Linked DNA regions of Muntiacus reevesi: region 1 is linked to region 2. The links are chromatin contacts, called in public Hi-C maps. All regions are on one chromosome and are shown on one strand. The core of a region is the stretch at or near the end of the contact, and the rest is flanking DNA. Distances in the headings are between cores, read along the strand shown.

Region 1 (5,956 bases), core at 3,341-5,840, 330 kb before region 2:
CAGCCTGGCATGCTGCAGTTCATGGGATCACAAAGAGTCTGCCATTTCTGGGTGACTGGAAAACAACAATTAAAACTTAAAAGGTTCATACTCATACTCTGCCATTGCATTTCTGGGAATTCCATCTACAGATACACTGACACATGTAAAAAGGTATATATTTACTAGGGTGTTTATTGCAACAGTACTTGTAATAGAAACACTTGAAACAATCTAATGTTCATCAATAGGTTAATTGGTTAATTATACATTAAATACACAAAATTAACATCTTTAAAAAGATTAAGATAGAGCTGCATTCTGAGGTAAAAAAGCAGTCTGGAATATTCAATTGAGTGAAAAAAGAAACTTTAGATCAGTATGTAGACTATGAATAATATGTGTAAAAATAAAGGGAGTGTAGATGCAAATGTTATATGCATGAAAAATATGGTGGGTGTAGTCACAGAAAACTGGAAAGATTACACACTTCTCCTGTGAAACAGGGAATGTGACCTTTTGCTTTAGATATACTTTTGTACTGATGGAGTTTTTTTTTACAATGACTGATGGGACTTTCATTGAAAATAGCTTAGGGACTTCTCTGGTGGTCCAATAATTAACACTCGGGGCTCCTAATGCAGGGGTCACAGGTATGATCCCTGGTTGGTGGGGAAACTAAGATCCTCCAGGCCCGGAAGAATGTGGCCAGGAAAAAAATTTTTTTAAAGGTTAACTGCTTTAAATAGAAGTATAATACAAGTAGGGAATTCCCTGGCTGGCCAGCGGTTAGGATTTGGAGCTTTCACTGCCGTAACCCCAGGAAACTAAGATGTTGCAAACTGTGAGGAGGAGCCCCCCAAAACACACACACACAATCACAACCTCCTACTGTGTCACCATGGGTAACAAGTCCCTAATTCTTTTAATTTTAAAATCTTTAATTTGTCTGCACCAAGTCTTAGCTGCAGCATATGGGATCAGGTTCCTTGACCAGGGATTCAACCCAGGGCCCTTGGACCACCAGGGAAGTCTAAGTACCTAACTCTGGAAAATCAATTCTTCTACTGTGCTGTCATATTTCAGACAGTGTGGGACTCACTTTGTGGTAATCCACTTAAACATAAGTCAGGTGCTGCTCCACCCTTCATTATATTGACCTCCTTGTCTGTGACTTACACTTCTTTGGCAATTACTAGAATGACTCTGCCCTATTCCTGTGCCAATTTTCTGGGAGTATAATCTGAGGAACACTGCCATTTAGATTGCCCAACTGGAAGAATAAATTACATACCAATCTCCCATGTATCTTCCTTTGGTTAACTCTTTCATAGACATATAATCATAGGTAAAGCAATGGTTCCTCAAGCACCACCTAATGCTTAAAGTCAGGGGGCTGACCAACTCTTCAGTGGATTAAATGAAAAATAACAAAACTGAACAAACTAAATGATGAATAGAATTCTTTTCACCATGTCTGGTAGACTTTAGATTTTCTACACGATCAAACTTAAGTGCTATATCAATTTTAAGTTATAATAGAGGTTATGTTTAACATCTGACTGCCTGAGACAGTGTAATACAAACCAAAGAAAGAAAAGAAGTGAAGTCGCTCAGTCATGTCCAACTCTTTGCAACCCCATGGACTGCAGCCTACCAGGCTCCTCCGTCCATGGGATTTTTCAGGCAAGGATACTGGAGTGGGTTGCCATTTCCTTCTCCTGGAGATCTTCCCAACCCAGGGATTGCAACCGGGTCTCCGGCATTATAGGCAGACGCTTTACCGTCTGAGCCACCAGGGAAGCCTAATACAAACCAAAAGGCAGGTTTTAATCCCAGCTTAACATTTAAAATTCCCATCAGACATAACTATCTGCTTCACTGCCTTCAATAATATGTTTAATTGACCTTAAACAACAGAGAAATAGTATTTCCTAGTTTTCTATCTCAACCCATAATTTTGAATACTACCTCAGTTCAATTCAGTTCAGTTGCTCAGTCGTGTCCAACTCTTTGCGACCCCATGAATCGCAGCATGCCAGGCCTCCCTGTCCATCACCAATTCCTGGAGTTTACTCAAACTCATGTCCATCAAGTTGGTGATGCCATCCAGTCATCTCATCCTCTGTCGTCCCCTTCTCCTCCTGCCCCCAATCCCTCCCAGCATCAGGGTCTTTTCCAATGAGTCAACTCTTCGCATGAGGTGGCCAAAGTATTGGAGTTTCAGCTTCAGCATCAGTCCTTCCAATGAACACCCAGGACTGATCTCCTTTAGGATGGACTGGGTGGATCTCCTTGCAGTCCAAGGGACTCTCAAGAGTCTTCCCCAACACCACAGTTCAAAAGCATCAATTTTTTGGTGCTCTGCTTTCTTCACAGTCCAACTCTCACATCCATACATGACCACTGGAAAAACCATAGCCTTGACTAGATGGACCTTTGTTGGCAAAGTAATGTCTTTGCTTTTTAATATGCTATCTAGGTTGGTCATAACTTTCTAATCCATGGTAAACCCCATGATAAAGTGAAAATTTTTATGACCCTAGAGGAATCTGGGCCTAAACCCAAGGAAGAAATCTTAAAAGTTCCTGTGTATTAGCACTGCTGTAAATCTTTCATTGTGTAGTTTATAGTCTATTCTTTCCTGAGTATTTTATAATAATTTACTATTTCATGAGATAGATTAATTCCAATCCAATCCCACCTTTCAAGTGGGGCAAGTACTAAAAAGAGATAAAACAATTTGCTTCCAGTTCTACTGTAAATCAAGTGGGTAGATAATCACTCAGGGCTGTCCTTTCTACAGCAAGGTCGCCTTTAGGTACTGATTATTTAGGACAGTAATAAAGCCAAGGTATGTTGTAATTAAACTCTTGAGGGTCTTTTCTCCCACAGCTGAGCCCTTTCTTAAGAGTCACTTCCCATTAATAATGGTAATCTACTGCAGGCTGAAGATGACTGAGTTGTTTTGTCTGGAAACCTGCGTTTGAGCTGAACTAATCACCTGGAAATTAAAGGCTTTGAAGTACATTCCCAACCCCCTTATTCATGGCCTTTTAGTAGTGAAACTAATCTGAGACCTTAAAATTAACTACCTCACAGTGAACTGGAAAGGGCAGCACTGTGACTAATGCTAGGCTGCTGATCTGGTCTGCCAGGAAAGATGAGTAGAGAGTTATTACCTTCTCTCTCTAGCAGGGCATATTATAATCTGTTGACTTTAGGAACTAAAACCCTTTTGCTGTCCCTGAATTACGTAAGTATCACCTTGAATCTAATCTAATCCAAATGATTATTTTTTAAACAAATGTGTTTCCGTATCCAGACAAACTGAATTAAAAAAAGCAACGAACTGAATTTATTCCATTGTAAGGATATACTATATTTACTTATTCATCTGTCCAGTTGATGAGACACTTCATTGCTTCTACCTTTTGGTTATCTTGAATAATGTTCTATAAAGACAGAGATGTAAGTATCTGTTCCTGTCCGGCTTTTCAATTCTTTTGGGTATATAGTCACAACTGGAAGTGCTGGATCACATGGTAAACCTGGGAAACTCTGCTACTGTGCTGCAACATGGACAGATCTTGAGGACACTATGCTGAATGAAATAAACCAATCACAAAAAGGGAAATACTGTGTGATTGTGCTCTTGAGATATTTAAAAATGATTAGCACGGCAAATTCATATTTTAACACAATTTAAAAATAATAAAGAAAAGCGCAAGGAAATCTCTAATCAGTCTTGTAACGCTCACATTTCTGGTGGGGAGCAACTCTTGCAGATAAGCTAAGCTTTTGTACAACAGCTTTCAAGGGCTGTACCAGAGACAGGCGCAGAGCAGGAGATGCGCCCAGAGGCAAATTGGCTCTGCGTAAGTGAAAGAAAATCCAGCGTCAAAGGGTGGGGGGCTGGGATTAAAGCGAAAAGGAAGATGTTCTAAATTTTGTCAGCAGATTAACTTTCCTTAAGAATCACTCCACTAGGATGGAGAATTCTCTAGTGAAACCCTTGAGTATCCTTTCCTTTCACAACTTCCTTCCTAATCAAAAATGTCCTTAACGTCAGGAATGTCTCTTCTGCCCGTTCCCTTCTCTCACGAACCGCACCCCTCGGACCCCAGCTCCCAAAGATTCCATTTCTCTTTCAAGACGACTCAGGGCCACAGTCAGACCAACCGTCAAGGGTTACGACCCCGCCCAGCGAGTGCCAGAACTTGTGGGCGGGAGGACGGCCTCAAGCGCCCCGGAAGTCACCACCCCTCACGCGGGCGGAGGCCCCCGGGCCTCGCGGCTTCGGATTGGCCGGAGGTGGTGATGATGCGTTACGCGCAGGGTCTGGTCCCGCCCCTACGCCCCTGCGCGCGGCAAGCGTGAGGCGGGGCGGAGTGGGTGGCCCCTGGCGGCCATTACCCGGAACAATCCCCGGCCTCGGGTCAGGTGACCCTCGGCGGGGCAGGCGGGAGGGAGGGGGCGGGAAGAGGGCGTGAAGAGGGAAGGGAAGGGAGGGGAGGAGAGAGGAGAAGGGCGGAGTAAGAGGGAGGGGAAGGGGGCGGGGTGGGAGTGGGTCACGTGATTCGGCATGGAGGCGGTGGCGGCGCCCGGGAGGAGCCGCCGGGGCAGAAGCCGCACTTGTTAGTGTTGGGGGAGGTGGGGACCGGGGGACGCCGACACCGTCAGTCAGAGACGCCGAGGAGAAGGCGGGAGGGGGGTGGGGGCAAGAGCGGGCTCCGACCCCCGGCCGAGGGGATGAAGGGAGCATGGGCGCCAAGGAGTCACGGATCGGATTCCTCAGCTACGAGGAGGCGCTGAGGAGAGGTGAGGGGGGGAGGGGTCTGGGCGAGCTGCCGGGGAGGCCGGCGACGGGCCGCCAGGAGGGTGGGTGACCGGGGAAGGGGAGGGGAGCTTGAGGGCGTGGGGCGCCTGAGGCGGAAGGGAAAGGAGGCCACGATGGGGATTTTTGCGGTGGAGCAGGGTCGGGTGGGAGCAGGGTTTGGGGATTAGGATCGTGTGGACGGGGGCGAAGCCTTCCCAGTGAGAGGGGTGTCAGGCGCTGACAGGGCGCTGACCGTACCTCTGGTGGCGTTGTTCTCCTGGATGTGTCCAGGGAAGTCCTCCTCCCCTTTTTCCTTGGGTGGCACCAGCCGTTTGCAGCCCCCACCCCCCTTCCTTTACTGCCATTTTCTCCTGTCACTCGTTCATAAACCCTCCAGCAACATCCTAACCTCGTACCTAACAGCCCTGGCTGGAAGGCAGGGAGAAGGCGGCTGCAATGCTCTCTGTTCGCTTGCAGAAGCCCCTTCCAGTTGTGTGCTGTCTCTGCCGTTTCCAAGGGCTTTTTGCCAGTCTCTTGGGGGACTGTCACCATCCACCTCTGCCTGCCACACACCACTACCTGCCACCCCCTCACCCTTTGAGCGGCTGACTTTGATGAGAACGACCTGAAATTGAGTTGTGTTTGAGGTGAGATGAGACTGGACAGCTGGTGTTGCCACAAGACCTTGTCTTCGGTTTCATCGCCTCAGACATTGGTCAGAACCTTTCATTGCACTTGATCCCCAGTTCGCCTCGCCTCCCTCCCCATAAAATGGCATTCGGAAATCCAGCATTCTGATACTGTGTTATAGCTCCCTTTAGAGACCGGCCTTCTTGCTGCCAGTTCTAGCCTGCTGCTTATTGGCTCTGATGCACAGTGTGTTGTTAACAGCCCCAACCCCCTACCACTTAATCTGATACCACTGTCCATGATCACTAAAGCACACGCTAACTGGAAGTGTCTATTGCTCAGTTTATGGCCGGAATGTGACTTAATTTTTCATGACTGGGATTTGAGAGAGAGAGAGTGAGAGTGTGTGTGTGTGTGTGTGTGTGTGTGTGTGCGCGCGCCCGCGCGCTTGTGCTTGTATTTCTTGGTGAAAAGTTAAAAAAAAAAAAAAAAAAAAAACCATTAAGCAGCTTAGGTGTTAGGCATTTA
Region 2 (5,408 bases), core at 997-3,496:
GACAATGAGCTGAATATATGGTTTTACAAAGTAGACATCCACTTGCGAAATGTTTGGATGTAATGTTAAAGCGCAATGTGCAAAATTTAAAATAAAGAATATTTATTAATACGCATAGTAAAATTTGGTGTACATGTTTCTACTTAATGTGTGGCAGTATTTTAATTAGCCACTTGTGGTCTTGTTACTTGACCAGTGATGATGTTAGGATGAAGAGCAAATGAGGAGAGATACAGGTTGTTGAAGACAAAAATTCTTCCCTTCGTCAGAGTTGACAGCTGAGAAAAGCAGATTCCAGTCTTTTGTTCTGAAAGAATAAATTTGCTGCGATACCTTTAAATACTGACTAGCATCCTATTTCCTTGTGAGATTTTTAACTGCTGTTATTTATAATGCTCCCTGATAACATTAACAAAGCACCTTAAATTCAGAGGTTCAGATTGAACTAGAAGAGTGAAAGCAAAACTTGGCAGAATTTCAACCAGGGGTTGCCTGGTCAGTAGTTACTCGGCGCGTAGGGAACTGGGAGCAGAAGGCTACGCTGAGAGCTGACCACACTGCGGTCTGTGTGTCTGTTCCTTATCTGGTTTCCAACAATAAAGTCACTCTGGCTTTACACTTGACTGTTTTCACAAGCTGTCTGTGAGTCCTGAAGGTGAGATTCCCCTGGGAGTAGCATTTGGCTGCCATTTAAATGGTTGAGTCAACAGTTCAGTAAAACCATGTGCTTAGAGCTTGGTGTGTCTACATGCAGATAATACTTGGTGGGCAGTAGACAAATGGGATGGTCAGTACCTCTCTGCAGTGGGGGTGGAGGGAACCATGTGGATTTTCTACCACTTAATCAGATTTCTAATCAGATTTCAAGTGGGCAACAGCAGAAGCTTAGTGAGATTTTAACTTTTGTAGTTGGTATTTTTTTGAGCCATCCCCTGAGTTGTCTTTTCAAATCAAAGTGTTGTACAAGAACTGGGGCAGAGATAAAATGAGTAATTCCTTTCTGACCCTTGTTTGCTTTCATCCTGGAATCCATAAAAAATGACTAAGAGTTCTCCCACAGCCCTTGGCTCCGAGCCCAATCCTCTTTCCACCACCTGTTGCAGCGAAGTTTTCTCCTGAGATTCCTAAATTAAGCAAGGGCTGGTTTTGTTTTAATCTTTGCCCGTGGAGCCAAACACAGGAGTGCTTGCTGAGTGAATACACCAGCCACATTCATGGCTTATTCCATTGGTTCAGTGGTGGGATTCCAGCAGAGATGTTTTCTCTTTGAAAGGCTGGCTATATAAAGAATGCAGAAGTGAGGCAGTATTCAGTATTTTGATGGAATATCCTTAGTGGTCAGCAAAGTGACTTCTACTTTGAGTAGAACCAACAACCTAAGGAGAGACAAAGGAGGACACAGTGAAGGCTCTTTCAGAACACATACCCTGGCCTAATACTGTACTGCTTGCCATCCAAGCCAGGCTCCTCATCTGTCTCGGTGTATCCTATAAAATGAGTGTTAATAGGTTCTATCTCATAGGGCTCTTGTGCACATTAATATATTTGAGGTGCTTAAAATATATTTTACTATGCCCGTCACAGTAAGCGCTCAATAAATGTTAGTTATTGCTTTAATATTTCGCATACACCGCGGTATATTTGCTCCAGTGGGAGTAGGGGGGCTTAGCGAAGTTGTAGACTGTAGGTCATTAGAGATACAATCCCATCCACCCCAATACACGTGTACTTGGGAGTGTTTGCATTTTTAACCATGAGTTCTCCAAGGTTAGAAACGCCAAGCGATCAGGCAGGGTTGAAAGCCCGTCCCAAGGTCACCCAGCGTTGACCGCTGAGACGCTCAACCTTCTGTGCTGAACCGTTCCCATCAGCCACCGGCTGGTTGAGGAAGGCGGTAGCGTCACCTTAAGTGCCCCGTAATTTCTCTTCCTGGCCTTTGGGTCAGGATAGGCAAGGCGGACAGAGCAAGAGACGAGTACGCGCGTCCTCAGGCCTGGTGCAAGCCCGCGCCGAGCCTCGTTCTCCAAGGCTAAGAGCTCACAGGAGGGAAGCAAAACTACCTACTCCCGGGACCCTTCCGCCCAGTCCCGCGAGAAGCGGTTTTCTCTGGGCGGGGACAGGGCGAGGCCCGGAAGGGGCGGGGTGGGGCGGGGACCATGCTAGGGCCGGAAGGGGCGGGGCTGTGCGGGAGGGGGCGGGGACCGGGCGAGGGCCGGATGGGGCGGGGCCGTGCCCGCGCGGCAGGGGCGGGGCGGGGCCGCCGGCCCGCATCGTCCTCCAGCCGGGATGTGGCCGATCGCCGAGGAGCGGAGGGTGGAGCAGGGGGCGGAGGCCGGCCAGAGTGGAGGCAGGTCCTGGCGTACCTCTGACGCGGGCAGGTCGACGGCGGGCGCCGCGGGGGTGACAAGAGAGCGGCCGGCCCCCTACGACCTAGGGCGGAGCTCGGCGATCCAAGTCCTCTGCTCCCAGAGCGAGGTGGGCGGGCGACTCGGGACCCTGGCCAGAGCCGGCATGGAGCGGTGGCGTGACCGGCTGGCACTGGTGACGGGAGCCTCGGGGGGCATCGGCGCAGCCGTGGCCCGGGCCCTGGTCCAGCAGGGTCTGAAGGTGGTGGGTTGTGCCCGCACCGTGGGCAACATCGAGGTAAGGCCCTGCTGGGGAGCGAGTGGCTCCGGGTGGCGTCGTTTCCGCCGGGCTTGGGTCCAGGTGGGGGATGGGGAGCGGTCGGAGCCGAGGTGTCACGCTGCCCTCTTGCCCGCCACCCCAGGGCCACTTGCAGCGGGCTCAGGGGCCAGAGAGGTGGACGTCTAGTTGGTGGAGGAGGCTTTTGGATCCCTCAGGGCAGGACTCTATCTTTGCTTTTTAAGGTCTTGTCCGTTAGGGAGCTTTTTTCCTGACAGCCTCAGCTCTAGTATACCAATTCTCTGACTCCCTGGCATCTTTTCTCTTGCTTCCCTACCTGCCTGCTCAGGTTGGCTGAGAAAAGGAGAAGCCAGGGAGAAGGGAAGAAAGCTTTCTGGCCTCAGTGGCTAAGCTGGCTACTGGATTGCTTCCTCTGGTTCCCAGACCTAGCCCACATAGTCAAACAAAGCGAGCAGGAGCTAGAGGACTTGATCCTGCTCATTTTTCACCCAGGACTGAGAGTGGGGTTGGAGTGGGAGTGGAGCTTTTCTGAAGAGGCTCAGCTCCACCTTCCCCTGAAGGTGAGGGTTAACCCCTCCTCGATGGACGTGAGGGACAATTGGGATGTATATATAAAGTAGACCTTTTTTTCAGTTTCACTGTCACAGGTGGGAATGAGCAGGTAAACTAGGGTATTGAACCTGTGCGCTCTGGGGGACAAAGCAATGTGGAACTGAACCCCCTGGTTTGCCTCTTAATGTGGGTTGGGAGCCCCAAGGGTTGTGAGCAATAAGAGCTCAGAGAAAAAGGAAATGAAGTTGGCTGTGTTGGAGCAGGGAGGAAGAAGGATGAGCAGTTTCCATCATAGGAGCACTTTGGATTTACCCCGGGCAGGACCCCCCTCAGGGTTTAGGCTGGTGCTGAGCTTGACCTCCACCCGTGCTCAAAGTCCCCGGGGCAGGGAGAGGGCGAGGAGGCCTTGGGTGGGGCCGAGCAGGAAGGTGTACCGGAGGGAGGCCTGTCCCCTCCCCTGCTGCCGACCAAAGGTACGCTTTATGGCTCCTAGATGGTTCCAAGGTCACCTGGCTATACCTTTGCCCCACACTGCCCCTCCCTTTCTCCTATTCTGAGGTGCTCAGGGCCTGCCTCCACTCCGGAGCCTAGAGGATCAGACCAGGGATTAGGCCACTTGATTCTCTTGATTCTCAAGCCACTCTTGCCTTCTCTTCCGACTCCCACCCCCACCGCAAACCAGCCAGGAAAAGGGTCCCTGAACCCCGAGGAGAGCCCCTGACTGATCACTCGCCACTGCCCCCCCCCCCCCCCAGAAGGACTCCTTTAATGAGGGAGGATGGCTCAGCTGTGAGGGGACTGAGTGGATTTCAGGTCCTTTTTGAGGCTAGATGCGGACAGGTAGGGCAGCGAGAGACAGCGACAGAGACATGTTTTATCAGTCCCTCCACTGTGGCTTTGCCGCAGGGCTTTGAGTCTGGCGGAGGAATGGAGAAGTTGTGTGCCAGGAGAGGGAAGAATTCCAGGCTGTTTTGCCTGCCATCTGCTTTTCTTGATTGGTTGATGGGTTCATTCATTGATACTCAAACAAAATTTGATTTCCGACATCCTACAATGAGAAGCCCTGTTTCCCGAGGGGGTCGTTGAGTAGGTGAAATGTTGAGTAGGTGAAATTGGGGGAAGGGGGACTTCTGAGTCCCAGAGGACTGTACCGCTTAAACTCATGGAAAGCTAAAGCAGAAAAGAATTTCCTAGGTCACCTGACCGAGTCCTTTATTCCCAGCTTGGTTTGGGGGTAGGACGGCGTTCCAGGGCAGGAGACCAAGCTAACCCTCTTCTAGGGCTCCCTGCCCTGGCACCCCTGGCCCACCCACACGTGTCCATCCATAGTCACCTTGAGGAGGCTCAGGTGCCCGGTCACTGGCCTCCAAAGCGACCACAGCTGGTTTTCTTCCTGCTTCTGAATGGCTGCTCACCTCAGCCATCTCTCAGTGGCCTTCCTCTCTCAGGGATCCTTAGTGGCTTGAGGGCCCTGGCAGTGCCCGGGGGATGCCCAGTGTCACCTGCTACCTGACTTGGCTCACAGTCTCCAGAGAAGCTGGGGTGGAGGGTGGTGCCCCGTGGGGCTTCCTGACCGTTTCTATAGGCAGGGCGAGGGGAGACCGGCCATTGAGCTCAACTGAAAAGTGAGAAGTCTGTGTGAGGGTTCTGAGCCAGCTGGCTGCAGCTTGTGGAGGGACAGCCGTCACTTAGATACAAGCCCTCCTGAGAGGGGTTGGGAGAGTGATGGGAGAGAAGCGAATCGAGGTCCTGGTGACTCGGCGCTGGTGGAAGAGACATGGGGTGGAGTGCGGCTATGAGCGGAGCTGTGTTCCTGATGGGAAAGAGTCAGAAAAGAGACATCGCTTCATTCCCGGGATCCCCAGGCCCCTTTTCTGACCCCCCACCTCACCCCAGAGCCCCAGAAACTTCCTTCTTGAACGGAAGACGAATTTATTTGGGAGGTTCCTCCACTGATGATCTCAGCCTCCCCCACCCTCGCTCAGGACTGCTGTCACCTCTGGACTTTGACCCAAGAGGTCAGGCTGTGGGGACGGGCCCAGGTGGCCACCAGAGGCGCGGGCTCTGTGAGCGGTGACAGCGGCGGGAGGTGGGGTCTGAGGGCGTGGGGTGGGTTGTGTGTGGAGTGAGCAGCTCATCCCAGTTAGACCCCTGTTGGGTTTCATAGGAGCTGGCTGCCGAATGTAAGAGTGCAGGCTACCCCGGGACTTTGA

What was found. A called contact is a pair of places that touch in the nucleus more often than the background predicts.
Region 1: a contact with region 2 is called in a Hi-C map of blood, with 2.5 times the contacts expected there. The contact joins the promoter of USP32 here to the promoter of DHRS11 in region 2. A contact is called at or near these places in 2 of 3 Hi-C or Micro-C datasets (blood and muscle).

Annotation. Positions count from the first base shown.
Region 1 is chr18:49,053,830-49,059,785 of mMunRee1.1, reverse strand. It overlaps USP32 (ubiquitin specific peptidase 32), which reads left to right and starts at 4,590. Exons shown (of 34, transcript XM_065908924.1): 1 at 4,590-4,800. The coding sequence starts at 4,743.
Region 2 is chr18:48,717,409-48,722,816 of mMunRee1.1, reverse strand. It overlaps DHRS11 (dehydrogenase/reductase 11), which reads left to right and starts at 2,246. Exons shown (of 7, transcript XM_065908926.1): 1 at 2,246-2,643; 2 at 5,363-5,408. The coding sequence starts at 2,287. It overlaps GGNBP2 (gametogenetin binding protein 2), which reads left to right. Exons shown (of 15, transcript XM_065911116.1): 15 at 1-123.